Linked DNA regions of Sus scrofa: regions 1, 2 and 3 are each linked to region 4. Evidence: chromatin contacts called from public HiChIP or PLAC-seq data. All regions are on one chromosome and are shown on one strand. The core of a region is the stretch at or near the end of the contact, and the rest is flanking DNA. Distances in the headings are between cores, read along the strand shown.

Evidence for each region. HiChIP or PLAC-seq counts read pairs in DNA pulled down with a chosen protein or histone mark.
Region 1: an H3K27ac HiChIP or PLAC-seq map of alveolar macrophages shows a contact between it and region 4. The contact joins two enhancer-like sites. A contact is called at or near these places in 1 of 47 Hi-C or Micro-C datasets (embryonic fibroblasts) and 1 of 2 datasets of contacts at active chromatin or transcription factors (alveolar macrophages).
Region 2: a contact with region 4 is called in an H3K27ac HiChIP or PLAC-seq map of alveolar macrophages. The contact joins two enhancer-like sites. A contact is called at or near these places in 1 of 47 Hi-C or Micro-C datasets (embryonic fibroblasts) and 1 of 2 datasets of contacts at active chromatin or transcription factors (alveolar macrophages).
Region 3: an H3K27ac HiChIP or PLAC-seq map of alveolar macrophages shows a contact between it and region 4. The contact joins two enhancer-like sites. A contact is called at or near these places in 2 of 2 datasets of contacts at active chromatin or transcription factors (alveolar macrophages and skeletal muscle).

The regions. Positions count from the first base shown.
Region 1 is chr12:40,846,218-40,850,321 of Sscrofa11.1, forward strand. No RefSeq gene overlaps it. Among named protein-coding and RNA genes, the nearest start is that of CCL2, 48 kb to the left of the region's middle. Within about 2 kb of position 1,349, at least 6 of the 83 cell types and tissues checked have an H3K27ac peak or open chromatin away from gene starts, as enhancers often do. A contact at or near this core is called in alveolar macrophages, where this site is marked.
Region 2 is chr12:40,821,520-40,825,633 of Sscrofa11.1, forward strand. No RefSeq gene overlaps it. Among named protein-coding and RNA genes, the nearest start is that of CCL2, 24 kb to the left of the region's middle. Within about 2 kb of position 1,297, at least 22 of the 83 cell types and tissues checked have an H3K27ac peak or open chromatin away from gene starts, as enhancers often do. A contact at or near this core is called in alveolar macrophages, where this site is marked.
Region 3 is chr12:40,805,109-40,809,126 of Sscrofa11.1, forward strand. No RefSeq gene overlaps it. Among named protein-coding and RNA genes, the nearest start is that of CCL2, 7.1 kb to the left of the region's middle. Within about 2 kb of position 1,468, at least 9 of the 83 cell types and tissues checked have an H3K27ac peak or open chromatin away from gene starts, as enhancers often do. A contact at or near this core is called in alveolar macrophages, where this site is marked.
Region 4 is chr12:40,080,173-40,084,574 of Sscrofa11.1, forward strand. All of the region lies in intron 1 of RFFL (E3 ubiquitin-protein ligase rififylin), which reads left to right. Among named protein-coding and RNA genes, the nearest start is that of RFFL, 7.1 kb to the left of the region's middle. Within about 2 kb of position 1,294, at least 13 of the 83 cell types and tissues checked have an H3K27ac peak or open chromatin away from gene starts, as enhancers often do. A contact at or near this core is called in alveolar macrophages, where this site is marked.

The DNA.
Region 1 (4,104 bases), core at 99-2,598, 770 kb after region 4:
AAAAATACAGAGGAAAAAAGAAAACAGTAGGAGTAATTCAGACATTCAACAAACTCAAGGACCTTGAAGTTAGTGCTTCAAAGACTGTAGTTGCTGCGGCTCTGGCGTAGGCCGGTGGCTGCAGTTCTGATTAGACCCCTAGCCTGGGAACCTCCATGTGCTGCAGGTGCAGCCCTAAAAAAGGACAAAAGACAAAAAAAAAAAAAAAATAGAGGGTAGACAGCAAACCGGGGACCACACAGCGAGGTTGCACAGAGACAGAGAGACAGAGACAGAGAGACAGGGCTCAGACCTGGGGTTCTGCCTTTTTTGGGGTGAGGGTGGGGTGCCCGGAGTTTTGCAGGTTCATCTTTATTGGTGAATTTAAAACAGAAGAGAAGGAATTAAAGCATGGAAGGGAAAAGAGGGGTCCCTAAGAGGTCAGGGAGCTAGGTCAGCCAGGACTTGCTAAAAGGGGAACTTTATCGGTGGGGTGGCCCCGCCCTTTATCTAGTTGTGTAGCTGGCCATGTGCTTATTTGAAACAGACGACTTTGAAGCGGATGCCTCAGTCATCAAAAGTTTTATGTCAACCCCTCACATTCCAGTCAAAAGCTAAGGGTCAGGTGCTCGTGCTACAATCTCCAGCTACTGGTTTAGAGACATTACATGTGGTTCGGTGTAGGTCGTGGATGGGCTCAGATCAGGTGTTGCCATGGCTGCGGTGTAGGCCGGTGGTGGCAGCTCTGATTCGGATGCCACAGGTGCGGCCATAAAAAGGAAAGAAAAAAAAAAACAAAAACGAAAGCAAGGAATTCCTGTCGTGGCTCTGTGGTTAACAAATCTGACTAGGAACCATGAGGTTCGATCCCTGGGTTAAGGATCTGGCATTGCTGCGAGCTGTGGTGTGGGTCACAGATGTGGCTCAGATCCTGCGTTGCTGTGGCTTTGGTGTATGTAGGCTGGCAACTACAGCTCTGATTTGACCCCTAGTCTGGGAACTTCCATATGCTGTGGGTGCTGCCCTAAAAAATAAAAATAAAAGAAAGGCCCTCTGCTGGGTCCTTGGAACCTTCCACAGTCTGTCCGTAACCCACTCCTCCAGCCCTATTTCCAGCCCCTCTCCCCATGCTTCATCCAGGCCAGCTGACCTCCCTCCCCATCAAAGCACCACGCTTACCCCGAGACTGGATGCTGACTTCATCATCCCTTCAAGCCTTCCTCACTCGCAAAGGCTCAAGTGGAAGAGCTTCCTCCTCCAGGAAGTCTTCCCTGACCAGGCAAAAATTCAGTGCCCCCCCACCCCGCTTCACGTGCTCATTAGTCACCCACAGAATTATCTCTCTGTGGTTCTGTTTTTGCCTGAATTTGCATATGATCTTGCCCCCAGCATGAGAGCTCTAGCGGGCAGACACTGCGTTTCCACAGTTTGTTCTTGGCATTCAGTAGCTTGAAAGGAAAAAATCAGATGTTCCTATTATGGCTCAGCGGAAACAAACCCAAGTATCCATGAGGATGTGGGTTTGATCCCTGACCTTGCTCAATGGCTTAAAGATCAGTGTTGCAGCAAGCTGTGGCATAGGTTGCAGCTGCTGCTCAGATCCTGTGTTGCTGTGGCTGTGGTGTAGGCCGGCAGCTATAGCTCCCATTCGACCCCTACCTAGCCTGGGAAATTCCATATGCTATGACCACGGTCCTTAGAAAAAAAAATAAAGAAGAAGAAAGAAAAAGAACAAGAAAGTGTGTGACTTAGAGTACTCTGTTGGCCCAGCAGGTTAAGGATTATGTTGTTAGTGCAGCAGCTCGGGTTGCTTCTGTGGCGCGGGTTCGATCCCTGGCCTGGCAATTTCCACATGCTGCAGGTGCAGCCAAATAAAAAATTGAAAGAAGACCCCAAGGGCTGGGGACACTGGGCAGAGCTAACAGTGGAGCCCTGAGTGCCTCCGGGTGCCCCCCCAGGAACACGGTGGTGGGAAAGGCCATTCTTTGCCTCCCCTGGGAGAAATGGACCAGGCCTCCCTCTACAGACAGCAGCCGCCGCCGCTCCCCACAAGGCTTGTTAACATGGTCATTTAATAAACAGTTGAGAAGTTAAGGGTCTGGGGTCCAGATCTGAATCTAGGGGTCTAGCGCTGCCTCCAGCTTTTACCAAGGGTGTGACCTCTGTACACACGTGAATTTCAGGGCCTGCTTTTCACCACAGAGCTTTAAAATAGGAGTAAAGGCAGCCCCCATCTCATCTCCTTGTGACTATTGCAGCCGAAACCCACCTCTGCACACCGGCGCCAATGACGTCTCAGAGACAGAGTTTTGGGTGAAGCAGAAAGAACAGCTTTATTGCTTTACCCGGCAAAGGAGGCCACAGCCGGCTGATGCCTCATAACTGTGTCCTCCTGGAGAGAGGAGAGCAGGGGGGGGAGGTGGTTATAGGATTATTTTGGAAAAAAAAGGCTGTGGATAAGGATCAGGGTGCCTGCATTCCTCTCACTCCATAGATCATTTCAAAGTCATCAGGGCAGGAGTCAGGTGTCCAGTGACAGTTTCTTGGTGGTCTCAGGGTTCTGGCACCTTGACCTTCTCTCTGCAGTGAAGATGGCTCACAAATGTAGGGGTGTCAGGGAGGGTTTCGATTACAAAAGCAAGCACTAGGTGCAATGTAACTCTAACTAGAAAGTAACCATTGGTCGTAAAGTCAGTGGGCCAAGTCTGGGCATAGCAGCATCCAGACTGTTTGAACTGGTTTTTAGCTGTATCAATATTTCCTAATCATTAACTCTTGAGTCAGACTTTTGAGACTGAGGGGAGGCCTGGGAGACCAAAGGAAAAGCCTGTTACTTTATTTATTTATTTATTTATTTATTTATTTGTCTTCTTGTCTTTTTAGGGCCGCACTCACAGCATATGGAGGTTCCCAGGCTGGGGGTCGAATCGGAGCTGCATCTGCCAGTCCACATCACAGCCACAGCAACTTGGAATCCGAGCTGTGTCTGCAACCTACACCACAGCCCACGGCAATGCCGGATCCTTAACCCACTGAATAAGGCCAGGGATCGAATCCGAAACCTCATGGGTCCTAGTCGGATACCTCTCCACTGTGTCAGGACGGGAACTCCAAAAGCCAGTTACTTTAAAACACAAGGACTTGGGGGCTTGTATACCGTTTCAATATGGGCTGGGCAGCTGCAATGCTGCTCCAGTGAGCACTCAATAAGTATGAACTTTGCCTGTTAGATCCCACATTGAGCGTTTTGACCTGCAGATTCAGGCTGTGTTACGTGGAAAGAAAGATCAGACTCCAGCCCCATCTCCAGCACCTCCAGCTCAGTCCTTAGGAACTTAGTCTCCCTCTCTGGGCATCTGTTTGATCATCTTTGAAATAAAGAAAATCACAGGAGTTCCTGTTGTGGCTCAGCAGAAAAGAATCAGACTAGTGTCTATGAGGATGTGGGTTCCATCCCTGGCTTCACTCAGTAGATGGGGGATCCGGCATTGCCGTGAGCTGTGGTGTAGGCTGGCGGCTCTGATTCCACCCCTAGCCTGGGAACTTCCATATGCCACGGGTGTGGCCCTAAAATGAAAAAAAAAAAAATTCATACCCTGCATACAGGGTTAAGGTTAAGTCTGAAATGGTGCTTACGAGGTGCAGAGAACCCCTGGCATATATGGCAGTCACATATGGGGCTCATGGGGGTGTTCCTATCCTCTCCCATCTAAGTTTCCCCCCTTCTGTATGGCAGAGGGGTTGGGCAGAGATAGCGGCAACTGGAGGAAAGAAATACAGAGGGGACATGCAGGGCGTAAAGGATCCTGAAAATTCAAGTTGTGTCTTTAGAGGTTGATGTGGGGCTGCTGCTACCTGCTGCATTGAGCTGGAATGGCATCAGACAGAGCTCTGATGCCACCTTGTGTTGGAAGATGCTGGTGACAGATTCATGCCTGCTTCTGGACGCTCCTATTTCATTGATATATTTGACCATGCCGATGCCTTGTCATCTTGATTGCTGCAGTTTTATACTAAATCCTGAAATCAGGTTCTAAAAGTATCTACCTTTCATAATTGTTTCGAATGTTATAGGCGATTTTCATTTTCAAATACATTACAGTTTATCAGTTTCTACAAAAAAAG
Region 2 (4,114 bases), core at 47-2,546, 740 kb after region 4:
TAAGAACATAAAGCTATCTCTCTGAGGAGGTGGGTTCAATCCCTGACCTCTCTCAGTGGGTTAAGGACCCAGCACTGCCACGAGCTGTGGTGTAGGTCACAGATGTAGCTTGGGTCTGGCGTGGCTGTGGCTGTGACATAGGCCTGCACCTGCAGTTATGATTCGACCCCTGGCCTGGGAACTTACATAGGCTGCTTTTTATGGTGTGGCCATAAAAAGAGAAAAAAAAAAAAAAGATAAGCAACAGGGATTTACTGTATAGCACAGGGAACTATATTCAATATCTCATAATAACCTAGAATGGAATGTAATCTGAAAATATATATATAAGTGAATTACTTTACTGTGCATCTGAAACTAACACAATATTATAAATCAACTATACTTCAAAAAAAAATACAAAATGGGAATACATTTGCACGACATTGTGAATCAACTATATTTTAATAAAAACATTTTAAAAAGTAAGGGGTTCCCTTCATGAGTCAGCAGTAACAAACCCGTCTACAATCTATGAAGATGCAGGTTCGATCCCTGGCCTTGCTCAGTGGGCTAAGGATCCAGCGTTACCATGAGCTGTGGTGTAGGTCACAGACTGGGCTTGGATCTGGCCTTGCTATGGCTGTGGCGTAGGCTGGCAGCTGTAGCTCAGATTCAACCCCTAGCTGGGGAATTTCCATATGCCACATGCACAGTCCCCAAAAAGACCCAAAAAAATTCTTTTTAATTAAAAAAGAAAAAGGAATGGTTTTCCGTACTAGTGCTTCACTGTTGTTTAATGCCCAGTCTCGGATACCCATGGACTAGAGTGTTGCATCTCACACATTTCTCACTCTGGGGCTGTCAAGCGGGTGATTCTCACTTATTAACACATCATGGGGCTCCATGGAGCTGAGGCCCAACCACGAGGACAGACACATTTTGCTGAGGGCAGCTGGGGTAGAACCAGATGCCCGGGAGCCGTGCCAGGGCGAGCTGCCCAGGCAGAGCTCTGGAGAGAGTGGGCCGAGGCCGGGTGTTCTTGGGGCCCTGGAATCGCAGTGATGGGTGGTGGGGAAGCCCCAGGGAAGAGCTGGCTCCCTCCCATCTCAGAGCCTGGCTGTGGCTCTGGGCAGACCCCGGTGGGGTGGGGAAGAGAGAATGGAAGAGAGAATTGACTGCTGTCCCCGAGGAGAGAAAGCCATGCTGGTGGCCCCCCGGGGTGGTGGAACAGAGGTCCTTGTGTGAAGCTGGGCAGAGGCCTGGGGGCTGGAGGACTTCCTCTTCTGAGGGCAAGGCGGCCTCTATTTGCTGCCCTTTTCACAAAAGAGAAGGGAAACTTCTCAGGAAACCACATGAGATGTGCTGATGGTGGGCAGAGGAGGTGATGAAAGGGCCCCGGGGGTGGTGAGTGGGAGAAGGGTCAGAGTCCAGGGTAGGGACCCCACCGGCCAGGACCACGCCTCCTTTCAATCTTGCAGCTTCATCATCACTGACTGACACGTGAGGAGATGAGGCTCAGAGAAGCTAACCATCCATGGAGTTTGCACAGAGAAAGTGGGAGAACCAGAAGGCAGTCCGCATCCTCCGACTCCAAGTTGGGGGTGCAGACCTGGTCTGCCGGTGGCCCACGTGACCCGGCCCTCCCTCTGCAGGGGAGACAAGGCTGCTGCCTCCAGCAAGTCCGAGTTCACAGTCAACCGCATTCCCCAGACCTCCTGCTCTGCCCCGTTGTCTTCATCAGCCGCCTAATTCTGGGAGGGCACCCTCGTCCCTGTGAACTGGAGCTTGGCACTTGCCATCCGCCTCTGCATGGATGAAATCCTGGGCCCCTGCCGCTGCCGACCCGCAGCACCTGCTGAGCAGAGCTCAGGGTGGAGACCAGGACGGAGGCCCTCTGAGCTCTGGGTAAAGCTCTTCAGATTGTTAGAGATTTTTAGGAGAAGATTTTATGAGCCCAGTTCTTGCATCTCCTCGTATCTAGAAAAACACTAACATCCTTCGTGCTCTCGGACGCCTGTGACTAGCAGTGACCTTCATGAGACCAGCAGCAAACACCTGAGACATGTCTGCTGGCTGCGTGCCCCTCCCCCTTCCCCTTTATCTCCTATCCTGGGGCTCCCCCTTTCCTCTTTGGGGTGGCTCAGAACGCGAGGTATCTGGTTTCGTGTAAATCTGATTTGGGGTGTTGTTTTCCCGACTGCCTTCCCTTTGTGGCAAAAACTCCTGCGTGTCCTAGCTCCCCCCTCACCTCCTCGGAGCGGTTTCTCAGGGCTCCCTGGGATGCTGTCTCCCGGGCGTAAGCCTGGTTTTGCCCCCAGTAAAACTTAACTCGCAACTTTCAGGTTGTCCTTTTTTTTTTCCTCTTAGTCGACATCCCCCTTTCAGGAAACAAAGTCTGCTCGCGGCCTGAAGTCACTTTGGCCTCCCTTGGATCCCATCCAGCATCCAGACCCTCAGAGCCCCTGCGGGGGTGGGAGTGGGGGCTTCCTGCCTTCCGCTGGGTGGGGAGCCGGCCTAAAGAGCCAGCGGGATGACTTCAGGCGGGTGGGCTCGGGGGGGAGTGGAGGGGGGCAGTGTGGCTCCCTGCCCGCTGGGCAGCTCCACGTGATGGGCTGGAAAGAGGCCTTGGCAGTGACCTTGCTTCAGGGCTGGGGGGACAGGCCTGTCAATGGGGAGCCACTCAACAGAGCTGGGACTTTCCCAGTGTCCGTGTCTGGGAGGAAATTCCAGGCTTGCTTTCTTTTTCTTTTCCTCTTTTATGTTTTCTTTTTTCTCTTTCTTTCTTTCTGTCTTTCTCCTTCTTTCTTTCTCTCTCTCTTTCTTTCCCTTCCTTCCTTCCTTTCGTTTGAAATTGCTGCTGCCTATGGGGCTCCTGGGGGCCAGGCAGGGGCTCTGGGCTGGGTGGAGCATCCCCTGACCACACACCAGCCCCCAGCCATGCAAGGGTTCAAGAGAGCCATGCAGTCTTTGGTGCTGGCAGCCTGCTCACCAGGCCAGCTGTCTCCAGGCCTTTTGGAGAGGGGCCTGCAGGGGAAGCTGGCCAGGGTGAGGGAGGAAAGGCCTGGCCTGGGCTCCAGCTTCTTTGGGGATTAGTGAGGACAGAGCCTCAGGGCAGGGAGTTTCAGGAAGGTTGTTACCCCTCGGTCACCGGCTCTGTGGCTGTGATAAGTGAGCGGATGTGTCTGGCCCTGGTGTTGCCTCACTTTATCCCCTGGGAGGTCCCCCTGCAGAGAACCTCGCTATGGAGTTTGGAATACATGACCTAAGAAGATAAAGTCCCACAGTGCTGGTCCTATGACCTCCCCCGGGGACACCCCCGATCGTATTTTGCATCCCTCTGGTGGCAGCACCCAACCCAGCCAACTACTCGGTGCACCCAGGGGCTCCAGTCGTAGAATAAAAGCATGGTCCTTTACTGACTTAGCTGTAAGCATGTTAGCACCAGCTCCTTTATTTATGGGGGAGGAAGCAGAGTCCCAGGGTGTGGGGGTGTGGGGGGCAAAGTCTCCAAGTTTGTAGGTGGCAGGGGTGGACCCCAGGACACCCTCAGTAGTGGGTCTGCTGCATGGGGAGACACGGTGCTGGAAGCCTGTGCAGGGCACCTCTAACCAGGCTGGGAAGCAGAGGGGGGAGCAGGAACCTAGGGAGGGCTGGGAAGCGGGAGCAGAACCAGAGCCCCCAGAGCCAGCAGTCCCCAGGGCCGTCGAAAGGGGAGGGCCTCGCATAGACAGAGCAGCCCCTGTGTGGGGAACTGAACAGATTCTGATTCAGATGAGGGGGCCAAGGCGCCCTTCTGGGACAGTGTGGGCCTGTTGCCACCAATCCCGCACGGAGGTCTTTCCAAGGCAGGGCTCCCCGCCCCACAGGTTGAGGGAGAATGAGCTGGACTCGGTTCCCAGTGCCGGGTACGTGGCTGAGAGAGGCAACGATACATAAGGAAGGAAAGAGACGATCACGATTTATTGATTTATTTATTTTTATGGCCGCACTTGTGGCCTATGGAAGGCCCCGGGCTAGGGGCTTGAAGCCCAACTGCATCTGCGACCTACGCCATAGCTCGTAGCAACCCCCGGATCCTTAACCCACTGAGCGAGGCGAGGGATCAAACCGGCATCCTCATGGATACTAGTCC
Region 3 (4,018 bases), core at 218-2,717, 730 kb after region 4:
AACGTGACTAGTATCCATGAGGACACAGGTTCGATCCCTGGCCTCGATCAGTGGGTTAAGGATCCAGTGTTGCCGTGAGCTGTGGTGTAGGTCACAGATCTGGCGTGGCTGTGGCTGTGGCGTAGGCCGGCAACTGGAGCTCCAGTTCGACCCCTAGTCTGGAAACATCCATATGCCACAGGTGCAGCCCTAAAAAGACAATCAATAAATAAATAACATTGAAAAATTAAGTGCTTATGAATCCCCTTGGGATCTTATTATAGTACAGATTCTGATTCTGTAGGACTTGAGTGGTAGGGGTCGGCCTGAGGTGAGATCCTGTGTTTCTAACCAGCTCTGAGGTGATGCTGATGAGTCTGGTCCATGGTCCCATTAGAAGACCCTTCAAAGGGCTCAGCAGGTGTGGGAAACATGAGCAGTTCAGCTTGTGGCTCTTGGCGAGGCTTCAAGAACCATCCTGAATTGCCTGCCACATGTATGTGAGTATGTATTTTTCTGGAGAGCGGGTCCATGGGTCCATGGCTGCCATCAGATTAGCAAACACATCCGTGAGCTCCAAGCAGTCAGGTACCACTGAACTTACCCGAAGTAAAGAGGGCTGGTCTTCACCCCCGACCTGCTGAATGGCAATCTGTAATTTTAACTACGTCAAGCTGTATTTTTTTTTTTTTTTTTTTGTCTTTTTGTCTTTTGTTGTTGTTGCTATTTCTTGGGCCGCTCCCGCGGCATATGGAAGTTCCCAGGCTAGGGGTCGAATCGGAGCTGTAGCCACCGGCCTACGCCAGAGCCACAGCAACGCGATATCCGAGCCGCGTCTGCAACCTACACCACAGCTCACGGCAACGCCGGATCCTTAACCCACTGAGCAAGGGCAGGGACCGAACCCGAAACCTCATGGTTCCTAGTCGGATTCGTTAACCACTGCGCCACGACAGAACTTCCGTCAAGCTGTATTTTGTCTAAGCTCTCCTCCCTCCCCCAGACAATTGCCAGTCTGTGTTTGGGCACCCTTGGGCTGATGATTCGAGGGTGTGCTGGCTCGGCTGGATCACTCACAGGAGAAAGGCACAGGCAGAAAAAAGGAAAGGAAGAAAGGGAGAGAGAGAGTAAAAAAAGAGAGAGGACAAAGAAGGAAACTTGAATCACAGGAAGAACCCCACGCTGAGTTCCCGCTCTGGCACAATGGGATTGTCGGTGCTTCTGGAGTGCCAGGCCCCACACAGCCGGCTAAAGCTTCTGGTGAAGCTTGGATCTGATCCCTGGCCCAGGGTCTCCCTAGGCCACAGGGAAGCAAAAAAAAAAAAAAAAAAAACCAGGCCATATCAGAACACTAGGGCCAGAGGCCTGGCTCTGTCTCCTTTTAGCTGTGTGCCTTTGTCCAAGTCACTTGACCTCTCTGGGCCTCTTCTGTAATGTGTAATTACTAAGACAGCTGTTTCGAACGTTGTCACGAGACTTGTATGAAATAATAAGCCAAAGGTGCTTCGTAAGCGACGTGTAAAGAGCTGTGTCACTCGAAGGGGCTGAGTAAGCTAGAGTGTCCAGTTTGGGGGTGCACAGCCAGTCCCAGGCAGCCCCTGGGCCCTGCCTAAGCCTCCACTCCTATTTCTTGCTAGGAAATTTGGTGGGGCACCCCTGTTGTACCATGCAGTCAAGTCTAGATTTCCCAAGCTTTTTTTTTTTCACCTCTAGCTTCTTGTCTGCCTGTGTGCAAAGAAGCTTTAGCGAGGGCTGACCAAGACCAGGGGTCAGAGAGGAACATCCCCAGGTCAAGTTAGGGTGTCATCTTCCCACACAGCATCCAGCTTTCACTGGAAGTTCATATTCTGACAGGTCCTTGTCTGCCTCAAAACCTCGTGTTGCCCCTGGACTCATTCTCTGCTTCTAGAACCTTCCCCTCCAAAGCTCCAGCCCCCCTGCAGACCCTGGCCCAGGCTGGATCCCAGCATCTGGAACAGTGTCTTTCATCTAGTGTGGGTTCTCCAGAAATATTTGAACCGATGAACAGCCCATGATTCTCAGCTCGTTTCTCACAGATATCTAATGACAGGAGGCTAGGGACATGAAAAGAGAAGGAAGACTTTTGGCTTACCGAGCTCCCCACTTCTTCTACTGGGGGCAGAGATTGTGGCCAGTCTGGGGGACCAGTGCCTGGGCTACCACCAAACAGTGGTTTTTGGGGGGCCTTGCAAATCCCTCTTTGGGGATGAGCTGTTTCTCCCTTGGGATTGCAAAACATTGCATGCCGAAAAAGGGAAACTTTGGCTGCCAAAAAAAGCTTCTTCTTGGTTCAGAGTTTCGGCTGGCTCCCTGGTGGATCCCCAGGTTGCAAAGCACTAGCTCCATTCAAAAGCGCTTCCTGTGTTTCCTGCAAAATGGGACCCCGAGAAAGAGAAAGCGGGACTGAGAATCTAAATGTATTTGTCCAGGGGAGAGAGAAAAGTTGGGGGAAGTGGTTTTGCAAAGTGCACTCGACTCTTCTGGCTTTAGAGTTAAGGACTTAAAAGACAAAACTTTATGAGATAATTCAACTCTGCAACTTATTTACTTCTCAAAAACATAGCCAAGGTAGTGAGAGAACTTTCCATTGTTCTCCTTGGCGCTATTTCTAACGTGGCAGGCACGCAGGAGGAGGCGAGGCCGTCCTGGGCAGGGACTTTTGTCCTGAATCCCCCACTTCAGCCCCTGGACAAATAAGTGATAATGAATGAATTATCACATATTCATTCACTAGGAGCTCGACAGATATGTGATAATGAATGAATGAAGGGAAATTAACTGAAAGGTGCCACAGAAATCCCAGAGTTTCAAATCCCTGCCCTGCTTATGTTAAAATAGGGAAAAGAAAGTTTGCCAGGAGTTCCCGTCGTGGCTCAGTGGTTAACGAATCTGACTAAGAACCATGAGGTTGCGGGTTTGATCCCTGGCCTTGCTCAGTGGGTTAAGGATCCGGCATTGCTGTGAGCTGTGGTGTAGGTTGCAGACGCGGCTTGGATCCTGCGTGGCTGTGGCTGTGGCACAGGCCGGTGGCTACAGCTCTGATGAGACCCCTAGCCTGGGAACCTCCATATGCTGAAGGTGCAGCCCTAGAAAAGACAAAAAAAGACACAGGCACAAAAAAAAAAGCCAAAAAAAAAAAAAAGAAAGAAAGAAAGAAATTTCCCCAGGCTTTCAGTGTGTTCATAAAATCAATGCATCCATAAGCCTCGTGTGTGTGTGTGTGTGTGTGTTTTGTGGGAAATGCCTGGTCGTGGATCTTAACATTTTCCATTGAGACTGCCAACTATTTTTTCTCTAGAAGAAACAGTTCTTTGTTCCCAGAAATGTTACTGAGGCAGTAGAAGTAGGCACCCATTGTAAACAGGCACTCATGCCCCGGATGAAGGGAAGAAAGAAGTTTTGGTGGCCAGAGAGATAGGCTGCCCCTCTGAACACCCCTTGTAATGCAGAGCTGGATGCAGGGAGGAAATGGACCAAACAGACATTTGCTAAAGGACCAAGAGATTGCCCAACAGAAGAGGAATTGAGACTCTTTCGAGTCCAAAAGTATTAGACACTTTCTGAGTCTGAAGAGGTTCCAAGTGGATGGGTGGCCTGAGTTCCAAGTTCACACTGAGAAGTCAGGGGGTGAGGGCTGAATGGGAAGACCTTCTAGACCACCCCCGCCCTCCATGTGGATGCAGTAGTCATGTTTTGAAAGCCATGGCCAAATCTGCCAGTTCAAACTGATGATGCTGCAACCTTGGGAGTCCAAGGGTGGCATCGTGGGCAAGACTAGAGGTGGCATCTTTAGAGCAAGGAGCAGGGAACAGCTTTGGGTCGTGGGCACTCAGCTATCCACTGTTAGTTCTCGGGGCACTGATGGACTCAATGGCATCCAGAGCTCTGGCCACTGATGGGTCGGACAGGTCACCCAACTCTTAATTTGCTTGGAAATTGAGCAGTAGGGCTTGTCAGCTGGACCAAAGAGTTCTCCATGGTTCTTGGGAGAGGTGAAGAGGTTGGGAGGGGGCACTTC
Region 4 (4,402 bases), core at 44-2,543:
AATACTGGCTTAAAGGACCTATTAATGGTACAACATATGGAAATCACGGAGAGATTAAAGCCGTTGTAGAGATTTGTTTCTCATACTCTACTTTAAATTTTTTTTTTTTTTTTAATTCTGAATTAGGGATGCTGGCTGAATTTTCCCTTGTAAACCGTGACTCTGTTTATTGCCCAGACTAATTTTTGTCATATCGATTGGGAATCATTTATATTCTAAAGAAGTTTCTACCCTTAAGGGCCTTTGTATTCTTCAGCAAATGTCAAACTAGTGTGTAATAGAATTAAAGTTTTGTTCACTGTGCTGCTGACATAATTAGTTTAATTTCTGCTCCTTATATGCTTCTCTTGGCAGCCAGGAAATTAAAATACTAGATTTTGTATAAAACTGCTTTTTTGAGGGGGTGATTTTCCGTCAGCTGAATGGACTTAGGCCCCAGGGTACATTTTTTTTGAAGATGTCTTACTCAACTTTCCTGTAATAGTCTCTTTCTCTCGACAGAATTAATGTATTAAGACACATAATTGGCTACTTAAGCATTCAGAAGAGACAATATTTGGCCTTTACCCCGTGATTATATTTTTTCCTATATCTCTTTTGAGGAAATGTATGTAATTTTTGGAAACCCCTAAGCATATTACAGTTACACGAGCATGTGAACTTTTGCAAAGACTAGAGAATGGAGTGGTTTTCTCTGATAAGCCATAGGATTTAATTCTCTCCCCAAATCATTGCTCTGTTCCTTTTAGATCATAGCGTTTGCAGACCTGATGTGAAAGTAGAAAGGCTGTGATGCCTTGGCAAATCCTCTTCACAGGTTTTCTGTGATACGAAAGAACTGGCTCTAGTCTACAGGGACAGAAGTCACTCTCAAGGAGACTTTACATTTAATTATCCTAATCCACACTTAATTTCCTACAGGATTCTTGGAGAGATTTTTTACCACGCTCCTGATTTCATGGAGTTATGACCTATGAAGTTTTTTTTTTTTTTTAAATCTTGGTTAAAGCTGCTAACTTTTTTTTTTTTTTTTTAATGGAAAGTGACCTTGGTCTGGTAATTTCTCCATTGTCCTCTCTTATAAAAAGAGAAGCAAAACCTTCTTGCTCTCTCAGCAGCCTTTTTCAGTGTCTATCCCCCATGTGCTGGATTCGAACTTTACAAAAGTTGTGTTGAGCTAGTGTTACTTGACTTTTGAAAGCTGCCCCCTCTGATGCTACAGGTTAAGCCTGCACCTCCTGGTTTAACATTCAAATGCCTTTTCTGGAAGTGCATACCTGTGGTTGTGGAGTGGTCGGTTCTCCCTGGGGCAGCCCTTTCTAAGGGTAGGGGAAAGCTCACCCCTGTTTGAACTACTTGGAGCCAGTTCTGATTTGCTGAAACATTTTAACTGTCTTGATCCACTTTGAAGAAATGTTGCCTAGTCATCCTGAAACTTAACAGGAAGTTAGGCCCACTGGAGGCTCTGTTGGCCTCTGAGTGGTTAAATGTAATTTGCCAGTAATCAGTACCATTGTTTATTTGCAACTGCTGGATTATGTTAAAGGACTTGGGGAGAAAAAAGCATTTCTTAAGCAAATGGAGCAGCCTCTTCTTGTTTTTCCCTTTTCATTTACTTTGAAAAATTGGTCTAGTCTTAGTCCTGATCACATGTCTACAGACTTAATGGCACACGATTCACTGCATTTTATGATATAGGAAGGCCTGTTGTCCCTCCAGCTATTTCTGTGAATCTTCCCTTTAAAAAAAAAACAACAAAAAAAAAACTTTCATAGTGATTAAGATGTCTACTTGAGAAATAACCAAGCTTCATCCTCAGATGACTTCCAACCTTCTCCTAGGTCTTGAGTCAGTGGGTCCATAGCCAATGAATTAAACCCCCTTTTGACCATGCTAAATTATTATTTTTTTTAATGTCAGTGGTTTTTAGTAATTATTAGTAGAATTAATAAACATGGCTTGGGAGTTCCGGTTGTGGCTCAGTGGAAATGAATCTGACTAGCATCCATGAGGACTCAGGTTCAATCCCTGGCCTGGCACAGTGGGTTGGGGATGCAGTGGTCTGTGGTGTAGGTCGTGGATGCGGCTCAGCTCCCACAGCATTGTGACTGTGGTGTAGGCCAGCAGCTACAGCTCCAGTTCAACCCCTAGCCTGGGAACCTCCATGTGCCTCAAGTGTGGCCCTAAAAAGACCAAAATAAGTAAATAAATAAACATGGCTTTTTAATTTTACTTTTTATTTTATTTTTTTATCTTTTTGGCTGCGTCTCAGGCACATGGAAGTGCCCAGGCCAGGGTCATACTCCAGTCACAGCAGTGACAGCTCCAAGCCCTTAACCACTGAGCCATCAGGGAACTCCTGACCATGCAAAATTATTATCTTGCCTAGTGTGAAAGAAGATCCACCGGAGCATGAGTCTTTATTCTAAAATGCTGGACAAAAGGAGTGTTCTGACTTGGGGGAAGCGGGAGGAGTGTTTCCCAGGGCTTTAGAGGAATGAGTCAGCTGAAGTACAGCTACTTTGAGGAAACCTTAGTCAAGGATGTTTATCAGGATTGATTTTGCAGGCCAGCAGCCCAATTGTTTGGGCAATTTGGATTTTATGGAGGTGAAGAGGAACGGTTAGGGATTAAAATGTGGGGCAAGGGGTGTGGGGTAAGAAGGAATAACTGCAGGAGTTCCCGTCATGGCTCAGCAAAACAATGACTAGCATCCATGAGGATGGTGGTTTGATCCCTGACCTCGCTCAGTGGGTTAAGGATCTGGCGTTGCCATGAGCTGTGGTGTATGTCGCAGACATGGCTTGGATCCCATGTTGCTGTGGCTCCGATTTGATCCCTAGCCTGGGAACCTCCATTTGCCGTGGTGTGGCCCTAAAAAAAACACAAAAAAAAAAAGGAGTAACTGCAGGGACGGGACCAGGACTTGCCCAGCCCACTTTGGAAAATTCTTAGGCCTTCAGGTTCTCTCACTTTTGTCCACCTCTCTTTCTACCTTTTGGGCGTGACTAGATTCAGATACCCTCCTCTATCGTTTGATCATATCCTGATGGAAGAAACTGCATAACCATTCTGTGTCAGAGCCGAAGGTGACCTTAGCCAGGGTTTGCTGTAGGTCAGATGGGGAGAGGGGCGCCCAGATGTTCCCAGAGAGCTGGACAAGGGGCCCTCCGCCTTCCCTTCCACCCTCCCCACGTGGTTGGACCCAGCACTCCAGGTGACTCTGAGTCATCGCCCGCACGCCCATTGCTCTAGCTCAGTGTTTCCCAACTGTCTGGACTGTTGACACAGTTGGTGACCAGCCCTTAAGGAATCCTGATGGCGAGCCAGCAGTTAATGGGGACATAAATATGATCGTTCTGCAGCTTTACCTCTGGGTGATGGTCATCAGATCCCTAAATTGTACTTATTTGATGAAAATTTTTATTTTATTTATTTATTTTTGTCTTTTTGCCTTTTCTAGGGCTGCTCCAATGGCATATGGAGGTTCCCAGGCCAGGGGTCTAATCGGAGCTGCAGCTGCCAGCCTACACCAGAGCCATAGCAAGGCGGGATCTGAGCTGCATCTGCGACCTACACCACAGCTCACGGCAACTGAGGCCAGGGATCGAACCTGCAACCTCATGGTAATTAAAAATTTTAATACAGCTTATTGGAGTTCCCTTTGTGGCTAAGCGATAATGAACCCAACTAGTATCCATGAGGATGTGGCTTCAGTCCCTGGCCTCCCTTAGTCGGTTAAGGATCCAGCATTGCTGTGGCTGTGGTGTAGGTCTAGCAGCTGCAGCTCCGATTAAGCCCCTAGCCTCGGAACTTCCATATGCCACACATGTGGCCCTAAAAACCAAAAAAAAAAAAAAAAAAAAATTTAATACAACATATCAATGTGTCCAAAATTAATATTAAAAATGAAAATATGTTGACAGTTACATCTAATTTTTTTTTTTTGAGATATCAGCCATCCACACCTGCATGGTTATTTGTGGAAATGCTCACAAATAGCCACCTGAAATCCTCCTTGTTTCATCTTTTTAGAAACAGCACAGATAAAAATAAACCACTAGTTTTGTTTGGGAGGGACTGGTACAGAATTCAAGAGTTCTGAATATCATGTCAAAAAAGTAGTTCTTGATGCCATAGCATGTAAAGGTTTACATGTGTTTTATTATACACATGGTCTTCCCAACCAAACATTTTTGGAAAGGGGGAAATTTTGAAATTTGTTATTATATATTACTATTATAAAAAAATATTAAAATATGCTTTCCATAAGTTTTTTTTTTTTAATTTTTGGAGCTGAACCCATGGTACATGATGAATTTTTCATCACCATGAGGTTGTGGGTTCGATCCCTGGCCTCGCTCAGTGGGTTAAGGATCTGGTGTTGCCATGAGCTGTGGTG